Regions from separate parts of the Rattus norvegicus genome. Here regions 2 and 3 are each linked to region 1. Evidence: chromatin contacts called from public Hi-C data. All regions are on one chromosome and are shown on one strand. The core of a region is the stretch at or near the end of the contact, and the rest is flanking DNA. Distances in the headings are between cores, read along the strand shown.

Region 1 (3,533 bases), core at 607-3,106:
GTTGTGGTGGTGGTGGTGGTTTTGGTTCTTTGTTTTTGCTTCGTAAGTTGAGCTAGGCAGTGTAGAACACATCTTTAATTCCAGCACTGGGGAGGCACAAGCAAGTAGACCTCTGTGAGTTGAAGGACACTTTGGTCTTCTTAGTGAGTTCCAGACTAGCCAGGGCTACATAGTGAGACCCTGTCTCAAAAAACATTACAAACAAATTTAAAGAATGGAAGAGGATATTTGTTATGTTCACTTTAGAACACTCTAGAAGTTCCAGAACTTTTAAGTTCCAAGAATGCTTTATTCGAGTCTGGTGGCAGATATACTTGTGATTCCACTTGGGATGCACTTGGGAAGTAGGAAGGAGGATCAGAACTCCAAGACCTGCCTGAGCTATTTGAGATTCTGTCGCAAACAAACAAGCAAACAAACAAACAAAACCAAGCAACAAAAACCATTTAAAAGTTGAATGGAAGAGTGTGGGCGTTAGGCTGTTCTCTGCAGTAATCTGAGAGCTTCCATACTTCTTTGAAATCAAAAGGACAAGGGAGAATTACAGTAGATGGCAGAGCAGTAAGGGGGCCAAAGAATTCCAGGCAAAGTGTGCAGAATGGCTGGGCTTTGCACTGGTGGTGCCTGAGAGAGACGTGTCTACGTCAGAGGGAGAGATGGACGTGAAGTCTGGACCTTTACCTTCCCCAAACCTATGCAGCAGTCCACCCAAGACTTCAGGCCGCTCTGTGGTTCCAGGATTGTTTGTAGGGAAGCAGCAGTATCACGCCTGAGTACCCAGCCCTATGCAGGAGTGTGCCAGAACTGAGAGCCAATAGCAGGGGCAGGGGGAAGGTTATTGCCAACACAGAGTCCAGGGATGGTTGTTTGTTTGTTTGTTTGTTTGTTTGTTTGTTTAAACAGATACAGCAGATGGCCTAGAACCTGTGCTCAAGAGTCAGAAAGGCCTGTATTTGAATGAGACTCTTCAGCTTCTAGCTTGTGATCTTGGTTAACTTGTGATGCTCCTCTGTACCTCTATGTCCTTATCAATGTGCTCACTGAATTTATCTCACAGAATGGCTAAGAGGAGAAATGGCTCATAAGGTAGAGGCATTTCCACCAAGAATGACACCTGAGATCCGTCTCTGGGATCCACACAGTAGAAAGAAAGAACCAGTTAAAATTGTCCTCTGACCTCTACAAATGACGGGCTGCCTGCCTCCATAAGCTCAAATAAGTAAATATAAATTTTAATTTAAAATATATGAAAATGGATACAAAATATTACTGTTGTTATTGATATTGCTCTGGGTCAAACTTGCCAGGCCCTACTGGATGGATGAATTTGGGGTGCCTTGAGCGTACAGATTGCAGCTGAGGGAAAACTGTGTTCTACATGTCCTGTGCTGTTTGAGGTCCTGGGGTAGCACGTTTCCTACCCTGGCCAGGAGAGAGGGGTTGTGGGGGGGAGACAGAGAGACACACACAGAGACAGAGACAGGCAGGCAGGCAGGCAGACAGACAGACACCCAGGAGACCTTTCCAGCAGCATGCTCCCTGATCCTGGCATGTCCCCTGGTTTTATCACTGTCCTAGTCTCACAGCCCTGACATTAAAACACTGTTAGCACAAACTAACTTGGGGACATGCTTCAGCTGTCCCAGTAAAGGACACTAGTCACATGACTTCTCCAAAGTTCAGTCATGCAAAGTGGCTCTTCTTTTGGGCTCTGACTAAGAGCTAGCTCCCCCAAAAGTGGGCTAGAAACTGAATCTCGAGCTTCCGACTGGCAGCTGGAGGCCTTCATTTCCACTGAGCCGCTTTCGTTTGCTATTTTAGGCTCTTCCAGCACCGTAACCCAGAGAGGCTCTGCACGCTGCCAGCACCTCACACTACTTGCCTGTGAGACCCCCAGGCAAAGGGCATCCCCATATTGCAGTTCTCTGTCCTTTGCTCATCTCTTCTCTGCATCTAAGGAAACTCAGACACAGATATAACTGAGTCCAGTTGTAGGACAACTGCCACTTGATCCCAATGCCATCAAGCCCAGAATTTCAGGAAAAAGGGCCCAGTTCATGTCACTAGACCAGGGGGTGCACAGGGGATTGGCACTTGGATGAGCCTGGACGCTCTGCTTCCTTGGCACCTTCTTACCCCCCAGGCAGCCAGCTTGTCCCAGCTGTTGGAGTTAGCAAGGAAGAGAGCAGCCAACCCCCTGGGACTAGCTCGGACCCTGCCAACTCCACTTTCTTCATCCCAGTTGTTGGCCCTAGACTCCACCCTCCACATGGTTCTGCTCAGAGCCAGCCTGAACCAGAGTACCCGTATTTCTCCCCAGAGGCCTTCCCTCTAGCCCAGAGGCATTGCTTGCGAGGATCCCTCCATGATCCAATAGATTTGTACGGACTCTTGTTGGCAGCAGTTCCTTGCTGGCTCCACTTCAAAGCCAGGGTGGCCAGGCCCCTCCAGGTGTCAGAAGCAGCTGGCATGTTAGCAAAGGCCTCTGGCAGGAAGGATGCCCAGCCAACTGCTCTCCACTGGAAAACAGCACACGTAGACAACCCTGTCTCAAGGAAGGCTCTGGAGACCTCTGGGAGATGAATCTGAGTTCAAGAAGATAAAGGAGTTATCTGTGGGGATACCTGACCTCAGGTTATCCCTGTCTTGGAAGACAAAGGCAGGGCCATAGCTTCCTGCCTGCATTTAGCCAGTTCTGCTGCAGTGCAGAGCAAGGTGCAAATGCCCAGAACTTTCATGGATCAGAACATTTGTCTAGAGATGGACAATACTGCATGTGGTGTTTGTGTCTGTTTTGTTTTGCCTTTGTTTGTTGTGTTTGATTTGTTTTGCTTGAGATGTAGTCGAGGCTGGCCTTGAACTAATGATCCCATTCCCTCAGCCTCTAGAGTGCTGTGACTACGGACACGTGCCACCACATTTGGCTATATAGGGTAGGCTTCGGTTTGATTTAGTTGTTTTATTTGTTTTATTTTAGGCGATAAGTCTTTTGCCTACATGTATGTATGTGTATAGAAGAGAGTACTGGATCCTCTGGAACTGAGGTGCAGATGGTTGTGAACCACCATGTGGGTGCTGGGAACCAAACCCAGGCCTTCCGCAAGAGCAGCACACGCTCTGAACCACTGAGCTATCTTTCCAATCCCTTAATTTAAAAATAAAAAAGTATCTGTATTTTTAAAATTAGTGGCTAGAGAGATGGCTTGGCCGTTGAAAGTACATATTGTTCTGCAGAGGATCCAAGTTCAGTTCCCACAGCACACATCAGATTGGTCATAAGCAACGTGTAACTCCCACACCAAGGAATCTGATGCCTCTGCTCTCTCTCTCTCTCTCTCTCTCTCTCTCTCTCTCTCTCTCTCTCTCTCTCTCTCATACAGACATATACACAATTAAAAATAAAATTAGGAAAGCTGAATGTATGTACTTGCTGGGGTGTGGCATGCTGTGGTGCACGTGTGACAGTCAGAGAGGAAGACAGTAGAGGAAGCTGTCCTTCCTTCCATCTGGGTACTGAACTCAAGTCCTCAGGC
Region 2 (3,533 bases), core at 309-2,808, 190 kb before region 1:
GCCTTTAATCCCAGCACTTGGGAGGCAGAGGCAGGCGGAGGGAGCTCTGAGTCTGAGGCCAGCCTGGTCTACAGACTGAGTTCCAGGACAGCCAGGGCTACACAGAGAAACCCAGTCTCAGAAAACAAAACAAACAAAAAGAATGCCCAGGGAAAACACACAGCGTGAAACTAGTTCTCAGTGTGTATCTGAATGAAACCTCAGAATGTTTTCCCCAATCACTGTCTGGAAAGGGCGCGGAGAATCTGACTCTTGCCTCTGTGTCTGTCTGTCTGTCTGTCTGTGAAATTGTACACGTGTGTGTGAACATGTGCACATGTGGAAGTTGGGCAGCTTCTTCTATATCTTCACCTTATCATTCATTTCGAGACACTTCTCTCGGGGAACCCAAACCTCACTGATTGGCTAGACTGGCTGGCCTCTGAGCTTCAGGCATCTGCCTGTCTCCACACGCACCCAGCTCTGGGGTTACAGATGGACACCACCACACCCTAGCCCCCTAATTCTATTATAATTAGATTTAAGAGAGCCAGTGGATTATATAGCAGTAAGGATACATAATGAATTAATCCTGGCCCCTTGTTGGTCATGCCCTGTGCCTGACCAGCTCCTCCCTGGACCAGCCTTGGATAAAGTCACCTGTGTGCTGAGATTTCTAGGGCTGACTCTGCAAGGTAAAATTGTCTTGCAGGAGCTCCAAGGAACCAAAGCAGAGATTGCAGAACAGACCAGGGAATCTTGTCATCTTTTACTTGGTGGTCACACATCATCATCTGGGATCCCAGTTGCTCTCTGTTCTAATACACGAAGTCTTCTATGGATCAGGCTAAAGGTACAGAAGTTGGAAACCATTGCCCTGCTTTCTAGAGGAACTGGACCTTCTTTCTGCCTAGACAGAAGGCATCCGGCCTGGCGAGGTGGGAGCTATGTCCCATCGCAGGTGTTTGTACACTGAACGATGCCACTAAGCCTCCGGCTACCACTGCCGGTTCTAGGTCCTCAGCTTTGAATTGGGAACCCTCAATGTCTAAAGTCTGTCATGGGCTCCTTGAGGAATCTGGCCATCCCTGCCTGACAAGCAGTCCTCCCAACTCCTCTCACTGTTCTTTCTAACTGTCCTCACAAGGCACCTCCTCTGAGGCGGGTGTCCCAAACCCACTTACTCTGGGCACAGGCGTGGCTGTTGATTTTTCGGAAGCCGGTGGGGCAGGCACAAGTGTAGTTCTGGCCACTGGGTAGACACAGGTGAGTGCAACCTCCGTTGTTGTCCCCGCAGCGGTTTTTCCCTGCTCAAAGAGCCCAGAGCAAGACGGATCAGGGAAAATGAAAAGTTTACAAAGGTAGACCCCACCAGGTCAAAGGGATGGAGGGCTGGGCTCTCTCAAATAAGAATTCTGTCAGATTAATTTTGACACCTGTTCCAGATGTGAGTACAACGACACACAGGAGGTGACCTGCAAATGTTTACATTATATGGAAAGAGAAAAGCCAGATCCAAGTCCTGGTGTTGTACTACCCGAAATGTCCAGCAGAGGGAGCAAGTAGCCCATGCCAATGCCATCTCTGGTCTCGCCTGACTAGAATTAATAGGAGCTGTAACAAGTGCAAGGAGGATTCTCAAGAGGCACCAGCAGCCACATCACCGGTGACAAATCTAGCTCACTTGAGACTTTTTCTTCTTATTTTACCTGCAGGCTGGCGCTGGGGGTGCAAGGTATGAATGTCCATAGGAAAGTGGAGCTTGTTGCGAATGATCTCCTGGTTCTTCCCAGTGAACTTGTTGGCACTATTGATGCTCTTGGTGTGCCAGTCTGTCCAATACAAGCTGTCTTCAAACACTGTGATGGCAAAGGGATGTGGGAGGCCTGGAGACAGTCCAAAAAGACCTTAGTCCAGACATGGCCTGCCACGGCCGCTGAGCCCAGACCTGGCAGCTACACAAATCTCACCCTCTGCCAAGGCTCCTGGGGGCAGGATTGGGGAAGGAGCAGAGAGATGAAAGACAGCACATCAAAGACCTCACCCTGGCTAATGACAGCCTTGCGGTGACTCCCATCTAGATTGGCTCTCTCGATGACGTGGTGCTTAGCGTCCACCCAGTACATACGGCGTCCAGCGTAGTCGATGGTGAGGCCGTTGGGCCAGAAAAGATGAGTGTCAGCAATGATGCGACGTCCAGAGCCGTCCATGCTGGAGGCCTCGATGCGGGGGGTGTTGCCCCAGTCTGTCCAATAGATGGTTCTAGGAAGAAGGGAAGTCAAGAGTCGGGTGGTGGAGGACCAATGAATGACAGCGAGGGTAATAACCAGAGACGCTTTACACATCAGGTTCCACCATTTGCCTGGGAGACATTTTGTTTGCTTGTTTGTTAGTTTATTATCTGTCTGTCTGTCTGTCCATCCATCCATCCATCATCCATCCATCCATCTATCTTTGAGGCAGGGTCTCACCATATAACCTTGGCTGGCCTGGCCCTCACTATGTAGACCAGGCTGGCCTCAAACTCAGAGACCCATCTGCTTCACTGAGTACTGGAATTAAAGGCATGTGCCACCATGCCCAGCTCTGAAAGATGCTTTTTTTTAATTACTTATTTTAAATACTTCTCCCCCCAGTGTTTGAAGAGCGAACCCAATGAATTAAACCAGAACCCTAAACAACCCTAAACCCAGAACCTAACCCTAGACAGTTGTTTTATCACAGAGCCATATTGCTCTACCACTGGGCTAAATCCCCAACCTCAGGATAAGTTTTTAAATATCTCGATTGAAGTGTCTTGAGAAATTCATCAGAATTTCTTTTAAGTGCCTGTTACAGAAAGGGTACAACTGGCACTGGAAATGGAGCAGTAGACAGGGTAGACGACACTCCTAGTGCCTGTGAAGATGGCAAGAGAGTACAGTGCATACTGAGGACCGACAGACTCAGTCTCTTCTGCTGCCATACGTGTTTTATGCCCCTTCTCCCACACACCAAATTTCTCAAACAATTGACATCTAATTGCAGGATCTTACAAGTCATCCCCTCAGTTGGTGGCATGGAATGTATACACGCCAGAGGCTAAGAATTTGCATTTCAAGAGACTTCAATGCAGGAGACTTGTCCAATAATTTTCAAAATTATTTCAAATTAATGATATTAATTACCTCAACTACTGGCTGCTTTAAATTAATAATACTTTTTAATTAGCTCCACTCTATGGGCTAATAAAAAAACACTAGACAGTTCAAACTTAACTAATTTGTATATTTTATTCCATTTAAAATGCTTTATTATTTTACCTTAGAACATCTATAACTGCTCTTATTAAATATATCTTTATTTAGATCAGGGTCTCAGTAGCTTAGGTCAATCCCTAACTATGTAGCTGAAAATGAGCTTGAATTCCTGATTCTACCACTGTCACCTCCCAAATATGTATATTTTTATGTTTGTTCTATATATGTGCTTGTTTTTAAATTGCCAATTAAGAAATAAATGAAGGGGGAGCTGGAGAGATGGCTCAGTGGTTAAGAGCACTGACTGCTCTTCCT
Region 3 (3,533 bases), core at 377-2,876, 170 kb before region 1:
CTCCAGGGGGCCGAGAGGAAAGTTCCATCCCCTTCCCTTGAAACCCGAAGAGGGGAAACCCCCCAAAAGCATAGCTGTCCCTTTAAGGGGCCCATGTGGTGGGAAGAACAGTTACATTCCTACCCCAGTAGGGCTGCTGTCCCAACACGCCGAAGAGGCTACAAATAACCTTCGAGGAGAGAGCCCGGGAGGGGCAGAATGAGGCGCGAAGAGGAACGTGGGTCGGCCAGGCTACCACTCGGAGAGAAAGGACTGGGTCGGCGCTAGATACCACACGGAAAAAGCCATTGAAAACCCACGAGTGGTTTAAATAACAGACACCAGAACTCTTTTGGATTCGGGAGCTTAAACAATCTTTAAAACAAGTGCCTAGACAGCTCCACATCCTGCCAGGCAAGTTCCGAAATCTGCACTTTCCATGAGCTCCCCCATGTGAAAGAAAGAACCCGTGAATCGCCAGGGTCTGCAGACCGCTCTTTCTGAACCCCACCCCCTCGTCCCGCAGCCCGGGGAATCGAAGAACTGTATCTCCCCCACGTGGAAAAGCCGGCGGGTGAATATAGTTGGAGTTTAAAGATCGATCTTTGATCTTTGGACACAAACTCAGAGGCAGCTGCTAAATCTCAGGGTACACCCACGTTCCCAAGCGGCTGCAGAGAGGCAGATTCCAGTGCAGTCCTCAGTAGACACAACAGTTGCGTCCGGGCACCGAACACGTTATTAATAAGGAGCAGATGAAGCGGCAGTGCCGCTGCCATCCGCCCAGCTCCCCGGAGGCCAAGGCCCCTCTGCCTTCTGCACGGGTCGAGAGGCTGCCTTTGGAAGTTCCCTAAGAACGCGCCCCTGCTCTTTACCCGGGCCAGGACCGATCTGCCAGAGCCTTCCAGCAGTTTCTTCCCAAAGTTCCTCCCCAACCTCTTTTCCATCGCTGTTCCCCACCCCTCCCTTGGGGAGGATCCGGAGCAGGAAGCTGATTGGCCGCAGCCAGGAGAGGGAACCCAAAACTCCACTTAGGGGAGATGCTGCAAGCAAATATGAACCAAGGACCCTCGGAGAGAACAGGGGTTGGAGTCCGAGGAATTGCTCCCCAACTCCTAGAATCCCGGATGCTCAAGTAACTCAGATTCTGCTGGGCCCGCGATTCATCCAAGATCCCCCAGACCTGGAAAGAGAACTATTTACAATTTATGGGTTTAGCGACCATCCTACCCGCCTTCCTTTCTTTGCACGCATTCATTCGCACGCACCAGGGACACAGAAGCCCTGCCTTAACCTGAAAGGGAACCAGCCTATGGCTCGTTAAAGAGCAGAGATGGAAGCCGAGCAAGCGTCTTGGGTCTTCTCCCACCCGGCCCAGACTTTAGCGGGGACGAGTCCCTCCACCAATGTCCCCTCTCGAGTAGGAATTGCTGCCCGAGCTTCTAGTGAGTGAGCTCGAGGGTGGGACTTCAGGCCCCAGCCTGCGCGGTCCCACTCCCAGGAGGCGAGTCCTGCAGCGACCAGTCTCAGGGACAAACTTTCCCGGTGGCCCGGTCGGCGCGGGCGCTGCGACGCCGCTTACCGTGTGCGCAGAGCAGGGCGCCGAGCAGCAGCGCGCCCCACCACCGCCTCATGGTGCTGCGGCCGCCGCCGCCGCTCCCTGCCGGCCCGGGGGTCCCGCGGGCTCCCAAGGGACGCCGGGGCCCAGAGGATCAGCGGAGGATTCCCCCGGGGTGAAAAGCGTCCCGGGTCCAGCTCGGCCGGCGCGCCCTGCAAGTCACCCTCCGGGTTGCTGCTGCCTCCAGTACTGCTGGAGTTGAAGCCGCCCCGCCAGGGGACCGGGAGGGGGTGTCCCGAGCCTGGCCGCCCCGCCTCCCGCGCCTCGGCCCCCGCCACCACCACTGCGTCTGGTCCCGCCCCCGGCTCTGGCCCGGCCCCTTCCCGCCCTCTGCCCTCGCCCCCCAGTCCCAGGACCCCACCCGCCAGTGCCTCCCGCGCTCGCCCTAGCTCCTACTCAGTCTGCCCTAACATTCCTAGCCTTCCGGAGAGAGCCCCTTATCTGTCCCCATTACTGCTACTCAAATATCCCCGGCTTAAACAGAAAATTATCCTAGTGGCAACTCTCAGCCTGGGTTCATTCTAGTTCCACACCAGGGAGGAGCACCGGTGCTGACCCAAGTCGCCTGGGCGTGACCCCGGCCCCCCTACCGGCTCCAACTCCAGACTTTATTGTAATGTTTCAAAAATATGCAAGACTTGTTAGCGCATAATTCTCTCGGCCTTTATTGACATCAAACAAGGGACATCAGGGGGCCTACAGTGCTGTCTTAACTAGTGTTCTCACTGTCAAAATTCCTATTCTGAAGTTTTTCTTCTTGCACCCCGGCCCCTTCCCCGGTCTGGCCAGTGTTGTTCTAGGGCTAAATAATTCGGTGACCTCCCCTTTTCATTTACTCATTTCCTGAGGTACGGTTGTCTGGGTCCTGTCGCCCCAGTTCAAATGTCCAGATTTGGCCCAGACAGACAGACTCAGTTCCTCCTTACTGTCTGTTGTTAGCCTCTTCACGATCCTTGACTCTGATCCTGACAAGAAGGAATAGGGAGGTAAAGAAATAAGTCCGTACTTACTTCGGCTTCTGTTTGTAGGGCTTTTCAGCAATATGAAACGTTTGGATTACTACATAAACGTCTAATCCACTCTTTCTGTGGTCTGTCCCTCTCCCCACTGTATACTAGTAGGTATTTGTTAATTTTGCAGCCTCCTGTGTTCCCAGGTTGTTTTGTTGCTTTTTGCTTACACCCCTCAACTTTCTTAGGGCCTGATACTTTCCTCTCAGAGCAGATCTGCCAACAGTGTTTGGTTTTCAATCAGCTTCTCCTGGACTTAGCTGAGAGGGAAGTAATTGGGTATAGTGCAGAGTGGGTATTAGGCAATTTCTCCAAATGGGTAGGTTGACATTTCATCCTTGCTTGCCTTCCAGTTTTCAAAATTTTCGTTTTAAATTGCCATCTTTGACCAAAGCTAATATTAAGCATACTTTGTGAAAGCTACAATAACAGAAAAAATGTGATATTAACTTAGTCTAAGCTTTATGCTCTTCCTCCCTTCCCCTTGACCCCGAAATTTTTGCCTATAGATGGCAACTTGGTTGCACTAAGTTCATGCATCACCATGGTAACTAGTGCCTAGATATTTTCTGGCTGTGTAATTCTTCCTGGAACCTAAAGGCGGCAGTAGAATCAGATGAGGTTTACATGGTTTAGGGGCTTGGGAAAGTGTGGATTTGTCTGGCTTATATGCCGAGGTCAGTCACTTTAGTCTGAAGTCGAAGAAGAGAAAAAAAAAGGGAAGGCCGATTCCTCACCTGCCCCTACCTTTCTGATTTAATTCCCCATTGATCTTAGGATGTCAATACATGATGCTAAGGAGGACTGGCTATTTAAACCTGTGAGAAAGATCCTGTGATTCTGGATTTTGTTCCAAGTGACTACTAGGGATGTGGTATAATGAATATATTTGTCCCCCCCAAAAAATCCAGGACAGACATTGGCCA

What was found. A called contact is a pair of places that touch in the nucleus more often than the background predicts.
Region 2: a contact with region 1 is called in a Hi-C map of hepatocytes, with 2.6 times the contacts expected there. The contact joins two enhancer-like sites. A contact is called at or near these places in 11 of 12 Hi-C or Micro-C datasets (the A7r5 cell line, the Rat2 cell line, Schwann cells and 7 more) and 1 of 1 datasets of contacts at active chromatin or transcription factors (oligodendrocytes).
Region 3: a contact with region 1 is called in a Hi-C map of the Rat2 cell line, with 4 times the contacts expected there. The contact joins the promoter of Lrp4 here to the enhancer-like site in region 1. A contact is called at or near these places in 3 of 12 Hi-C or Micro-C datasets (the Rat2 cell line, Schwann cells and frontal cortex) and 1 of 1 datasets of contacts at active chromatin or transcription factors (oligodendrocytes).

The regions. Positions count from the first base shown.
Region 1 is chr3:97,715,279-97,718,811 of GRCr8, reverse strand. All of the region lies in intron 4 of Cstpp1 (centriolar satellite-associated tubulin polyglutamylase complex regulator 1), which reads left to right. Among named protein-coding and RNA genes, the nearest start is that of Arfgap2, 25 kb to the right of the region's middle. Within about 2 kb of position 1,856, at least 10 of the 93 cell types and tissues checked have an H3K27ac peak or open chromatin away from gene starts, as enhancers often do.
Region 2 is chr3:97,906,691-97,910,223 of GRCr8, reverse strand. It overlaps Lrp4 (LDL receptor related protein 4), which reads right to left. Exons shown (of 38, transcript NM_031322.3): 14 at 2,024-2,241; 15 at 1,689-1,865; 16 at 1,164-1,286. Among named protein-coding and RNA genes, the nearest start is that of Lrp4, 23 kb to the right of the region's middle. Within about 2 kb of position 1,558, at least 13 of the 93 cell types and tissues checked have an H3K27ac peak or open chromatin away from gene starts, as enhancers often do.
Region 3 is chr3:97,883,664-97,887,196 of GRCr8, reverse strand. Lrp4 (LDL receptor related protein 4) reads right to left here and starts at 1,626. Exons shown (of 38, transcript NM_031322.3): 1 at 1,562-1,626. The coding sequence starts at 1,613.